Regions from separate parts of the Mus musculus genome. Here region 1 is linked to region 2. A link is a contact called in public promoter capture Hi-C data. All regions are on one chromosome and are shown on one strand. The core of a region is the stretch at or near the end of the contact, and the rest is flanking DNA. Distances in the headings are between cores, read along the strand shown.

The links. Promoter capture Hi-C pulls out the DNA fragments that hold promoters and counts their contacts.
Region 1: a contact with region 2 is called in a promoter capture Hi-C map of pre-B cells, with 2.0 times the contacts expected there. The contact joins the promoter of Mocs2 here to the enhancer-like site in region 2. A contact is called at or near these places in 5 of 39 promoter capture datasets (3T3-L1-derived adipocytes, embryonic stem cells, liver and 2 more) and 1 of 115 datasets of contacts at active chromatin or transcription factors (bone marrow-derived macrophages).

The regions. Positions count from the first base shown.
Region 1 is chr13:114,816,922-114,819,621 of GRCm38.p6, reverse strand. It overlaps Mocs2 (molybdenum cofactor synthesis 2), which reads right to left and starts at 1,385. Exons shown (of 6, transcript NM_001113374.1): 1 at 1,299-1,385. It overlaps Gm34790 (a long non-coding RNA gene), which reads left to right and starts at 1,398. Exons shown (of 3, transcript XR_382937.4): 1 at 1,398-1,688.
Region 2 is chr13:114,118,459-114,121,428 of GRCm38.p6, reverse strand. All of the region lies in intron 4 of Arl15 (ADP-ribosylation factor-like 15), which reads right to left. Among named protein-coding and RNA genes, the nearest start is that of A430090L17Rik, 32 kb to the left of the region's middle. Within about 2 kb of position 1,383, at least 12 of the 459 cell types and tissues checked have an H3K27ac peak or open chromatin away from gene starts, as enhancers often do. A contact at or near this core is called in pre-B cells, where this site is marked.

The DNA.
Region 1 (2,700 bases), core at 136-2,635, 700 kb before region 2:
CTTGTGGTACTTGGATGTTTCTAAATACCAGAGTTTTAAATTTTCAAGAATTTTAAAAGAACTAGTACTCTTGTGTGAGAACACACATACGCACACTCACACGTAATTTACACATTTTAGAAACCTTTACATGTTCATCATATGCACTCTATAACGTTAGCTACCCAGGATGGAGACTCTCTAGCTCCTTCCACAGCTCTGACGCTTTGATTTCCTGTGGCACAGAAATGGTCTCCGAGCGAACTCCGGCTATTTCAGCACTTTTTGCAAAATACAACACGTCAATCTGAAAGGAGAGAGGATAGTCTAAATAACCCGCACCAAGAAGGCTCCTCGCTCCCCAAATGCAATGGCTCACAAAACTTCAGTATTGGCCTGGTGGTGGTGACACATGTCTTTAAACCCAGAACTGGGGAGGCAGAAGCAGTCAGATCTATGTGAGTTCAAGACAAGCCTGGTCTACCAGAGTGTAGTTCTGGAGAGCCAGGACTACACAGAGAAACCCTGTCTCGAAAAACATAAACAAACAAACAAAACACTTCCATATATCTATAGATTCATATTTGAGACAAACGCTTTAAAATCACTTCTGATTTCTGCCTACTGTTCAGACCTCTCACAATCTCAAGCTTGTGTGGCAGCATTAAAATCCTACTAAATTTCCTTAGAAAACATGCTAAGTCTGACTTGACACGGAATCGATTCTTCCATCAGCCGCGAAGCAGAGACAGAGGTCTGAGTCAGGGGGTGGATTACACAAGTAAATTAAATAACCCAGTCAGCAAAGGCCTAGCTTTCATTTCACAGTGGTCAAATGACCTTTGATTCCGTCCTACATTACGATTGAGTTACAAAACACAGAACATTTGACATGCAGCAAAGCAAATGGGCTTGAATTACAGGATCAACTGGTAGTTTCTAGGCCAAACCCGTGTAATCAGCCTGGGAACTAAGGGACCTGACTGTGCACAAGGTCTCACCTGTCACTCAGTACAACTCGGTCTCTCCACAATAATCACGGCTGCTGCAAACTATCCTGAGCCTGTCAATCATTGGGTGATGCGCATTTCCTCACAATAATTCCTAACTAGGAGCGTTTTAATTTTAAAAAGTGTCAAAATAAATCATCCGGAATGGTAGGGAAAAAAACCGTCTAGGTAATCGGTCGTGAAGGCCATGACCTGGACACCAGAGTTCGGGGACAGAACTTGACATTCAGCGAGCAGCAGGCGCAAGACCCGGAACCCGGGAGGAGTTAGAGAGGAAGGGGCGCCCCAGCCGCGCGAACCAACTCTTACCTGGCACCTAGGAACCATCCCGCTACACACCGCGAAGCCAGTTCTCCAACCCCTAGAGGCGCCGGTGACTCAGAGCGCATGCGCAGCCGGATGCTCCACCTTCTGGGTGGTGCTCAACCCCGGGCGTGTGGACACTGCGCCTGCGTACACTTCGCTCCGCCCCGCCACGCCTCCTGCACCCACAAAAGTTTACTCTGCTTTTGGATCCCAGTGCTGCGACCTCTTGTGTGACCCGGCAGGGTGGCCTTCCCCAGGCTAACCTATGCGGCCCCTCCATCCAGTGTGGGATCCGGGTTCTTATTCGCAGCGTGGAGACGGTATCTGACTGTCACTTCAGTGTTTTAGGCGCTCAGGAGTTTCTGAGCCAGCGACCCCATCCAGACTTCCTAGGTACACATCTCTGCCTTAGTTGTCGCGTGGGTACGTGGATTTAAGTGGCCCTCGCTGGGCGCTCAGTCCGGGTTAACCGTAACTGTGTTCCAACTGTAATCTTAGTAAAAACCTTACCTTTCAGTTGAGAGTGGCGGGGGGCGTGGCTGGGTCACCTGCTGTAGGAAGTCTCACCGAGGAGATTCTTGTGCCAAATACATTTGCCAAAATAGTAACAAATACGGAAGGAAAGGACATTTCACGTTCTGTGTCAAGCTATGGGAACGTAAAAATTGGGTAATAAATTTCCAGAAGGAAAATAGTTGGCAAGATGGGTGTACTCAGTTCAAGGAAGAAATAGAAATGCAGAAGGGGAAGGGTGGGCAGAGGGGAGTAATAAGCCCGATTATGATTTGCATCAACATTTATTTTGATAAGGTTGCTAAACATTAAGGTTAAATATTTATGTCCACATGCTGTTAGGTAAACGAGGAAACTGACAGTCACTCTGGGCTCCTGGGTCGTTTCCAGTGACAGCAATGAGCAATATCTTCAATAGGCTAAGAAACAATGCATAGTTCAATGTGGTTTTGCAAACAAACTGGTGCATATAAAGGCTAGAGCCTATCATTCCTGCTTGGGGGCGGAGAGGGCAGGTGGGACCTCAAAAATTGCCTAAGAGCTCTTCCTAAAAACTTCCTTTGGTGGACTCAGAGATGAGACAGGGTTAAGCCTGTGCTAGGCTGCTCTGCCAGAGGACGCAGGTTCAATTCCCAGCATCCACATAGGCGGTGCTCAGACACTCATACAGGCAAAACACCCACACACATAAGAAATAAAATCTTAACAAGGACAAAGACAAAGCTCAATAATGTTTTACTCTATTCAAATATTAAAAATCCAATTATGAGACCATGACATCAGGATAATGCCATTCATTTTGAAAATATCCTCTTTATTCTACAAGATTCTTAGGGCTGAGATGTTGCTTAGTGTAAAGTCACAATCCACAGCACTGAACAGTAAAAATTTT
Region 2 (2,970 bases), core at 134-2,633:
AACAAACAAACAACAAAACAAACAAGCCATAGGAATCTAAGAGTTTAGTCATGTTGCTCTCTTTCTTCACAGTCCCTTCCAGGATAAGCTAGTCCATTTATTGGAGATCCATTTTACATACTAACAGGGAGTCAAATAATTCATATTGTGTTTTATGTTAAGGCCCAATGATATTAGATCCCTTGAGCCACCAGCAGAAGATGAAGAAGGAAGAGGAGGAAGAAGAGAAGGAGGAAGAGGAGGACTGTTCAAATTAAAGAGACATTATTTGTTCTACACTCAAAGTGGACAGAAGGCCTTGGCTTTAGAATCAGAGTTAACTGGAGGCTAAGTCAAGAAAGAACACATATTAGGCTGTTGAGTATGCCAGGAGAATACTTCAGTAGTCAGTCTACAGGTGCTGAGTACAGAAGACATTCCCATGGGCAAGGCAACCTGGGAACACCACTTTTTACTTTCAATTATCCACCGTGATCCGGATGCTGAGTCAAGGGGTTTTACAATAGACAAGCTGTCAACTAGCCTAGTACATTAAGCTGTCTGCATGACAGTTTAAGGGAAAGCAATGTGGGTTAGCAGTTTAACACAGTGGCAGGACTGTACCCCAGAAAGATTCATGATAGATAACAAATGTGATACCAGCAAGTGAGAGACAGGAAAGACAAAAGCACGGCATGATTTTTACTCCTAACACATCTCCAAATTTAATTCTTAGGAATATGTATAAAGTCCCAATTTAATTTGATTTACTAGAAGATACATATTAATATTCAACGCATATGTTATTCATGTATACCATCAATGTCATGCTTCATTATTTCAAAGTTTAGGGGAAATTTTTCCAAATGCAATTTTTCCTCTAACTATAATATACTCTGTCACATCCCCAGGAGGCGAGTTGTACTTATACATTCGTTTGTTATTTTCCAGTAAGTATCCTCCAAACCAGCGTGTAGGCTAGGGAAGTGGGTTCCTGTCACGTCTTTCTCCCCTATTTCCTCTGTACGCGGGCTTTCACTAAGTCAAGCCTACATCATGTATGACTTCAGGGTACCGCTGAGGCTTATCATTTTATATAGTGCAGGATTTCTGGGAATCGGTGCCCACGTTGGTGCCCACATTGGTGTTTGTGTTCACTGGGAAAATCAGAGAGGTAGTCTTAATACCTTCATGCTGTCCCATTACAACAACAAACCAACAAACGCCAACAGAACTATGATTATTCTCCAATGAATCAAAACAGCAAACACAGGGAACTTCTGCCTTGTAAAGGAGACCCGGGATAAAGAATGCAGAAAACATGTGTTTTTGCTAAGGGTAAGAGGAGGCAGTAGAAAACTAAACTTAAAATGCTTTGGATATGAACTCCCCCATGGGAGTATAAACTGAGCGGAACTAAGCAACACCCACAAGCCCTTGACTGCCAACAGCTCCCCTCTGCTTAGAAGAACTTTGCCAATGGCTTTTGCCTCTGGCACAAAGACTAGTAATAAGATGAACCTAGTATTTCTAGGCCTAAGCTTTCTAAATGACAAGCAAGGAGGAAAAAAAAAAAAAAAAAAAAAGCCCTGGTAAGTAGATCGCCATGTGGATCGAGGTACAGATTTGGCCAGTGAAACGATGTTACAAAATTATAAATGGTCTAGAAGACTCTGTGCCTTCATCAAAAAGTACTGGCCAAATTTGGAAACTGAAAGTGGGATCCACCGGGATTTGTGGTCTTTTATCACTCCCTGCTGTGCTAGTTACACTAGTTACAGGTAACGTTGAGCAGTGTCAGAGTCAAGTCTGTGAAGCCCCCAAGTGCAGAGCCAACCACCTGCATAGAGACATCAGATCCCCTGGGACTGAGGTCCCCGGTGGTTGGGAGCTGCCAGGTGGTGCCAGAGATTGGATATGGGTCCTTAGCAAGAGCCCTCAAAAAAAAAATGAAAAAAAAACCTGTTATGTAATTAGCTCTGAGTATCTCTAAGATAACTGTTTATATCTACCTATTTGTAGAGAACACATATTTTTGGCGTGGTATACATGGTTACATGTGTGTGCCCATATGTAGTGGATGCCTATGTGCGCGTGGAGGTTACAAGTTAGCCTTGTGAGCTTTTGACTCGAGCAGACGTCAACTTACCAACTGAGCCATCTCATTAGACTCTTAGAAGAGAGGGTTTCCTTGATCAGTAAAGATTAAGGGAGACCATTCCAAAGTTCCGGGGCGCTTACTTCAGTGCCCATCATATTTAAAGGTCCCTTGGACCGAGAGTCTGTGCTTCCTTTTAAGTTGCTTAGTTCAGCTGTAGAGTATGAGGGCTGACATAGCGTGTTTTTACAATAACATCTGTAAGGTGTTTCCAAATTCTGGCTTAAGCAGAATGCCCAGAGGCTAAATTTGAATTCTGAATATTCCCAAGATTATAAAAATGAGCGCTGTGTAAGCAGAACCCCTTAAGCTCCAGCCCTAAATCAGTCCAGATTAGTAAGAAATAGGTTTGTTTTCTTTTACTCTGACAATTTTTATGAAAAGGGGGTCAATCAGGACTTCACCAGGGGCTCCGCATAAATGTTCAAACACTGGGAGCCGCTTAGTAAAGACTTGATAAGTGATCAGCTGATTGAGGGGACTCTTCCCCCTGGAGTGTGCGGTACTTAACCCTTTATTTGTTGTTACAGAGCATAGTATGACAAGCGGCCTTTTGGATTCCCACTGTACCGGAAACATCCGAGGAGGATACGAGATAAACCACAGGATTCCTAGATACTGGGAAACAGCCGTAGAGTATGAGAGTTGTTACTGTCATCCCGTGAGAAACTCTGAGCGTGTGAAAATGCCTGTCCACAGACAAGCAGTCTCTTAGTGCTTCACTGAAATTCCAGAGAGGACAGCATATAAATTGAGGGGGGAAAAAAAAAGAAACCTGGCTACCCAGAGCTCTTCAATAAACTTAACAGCTGCCCAAAGACAGGAGATTTAAA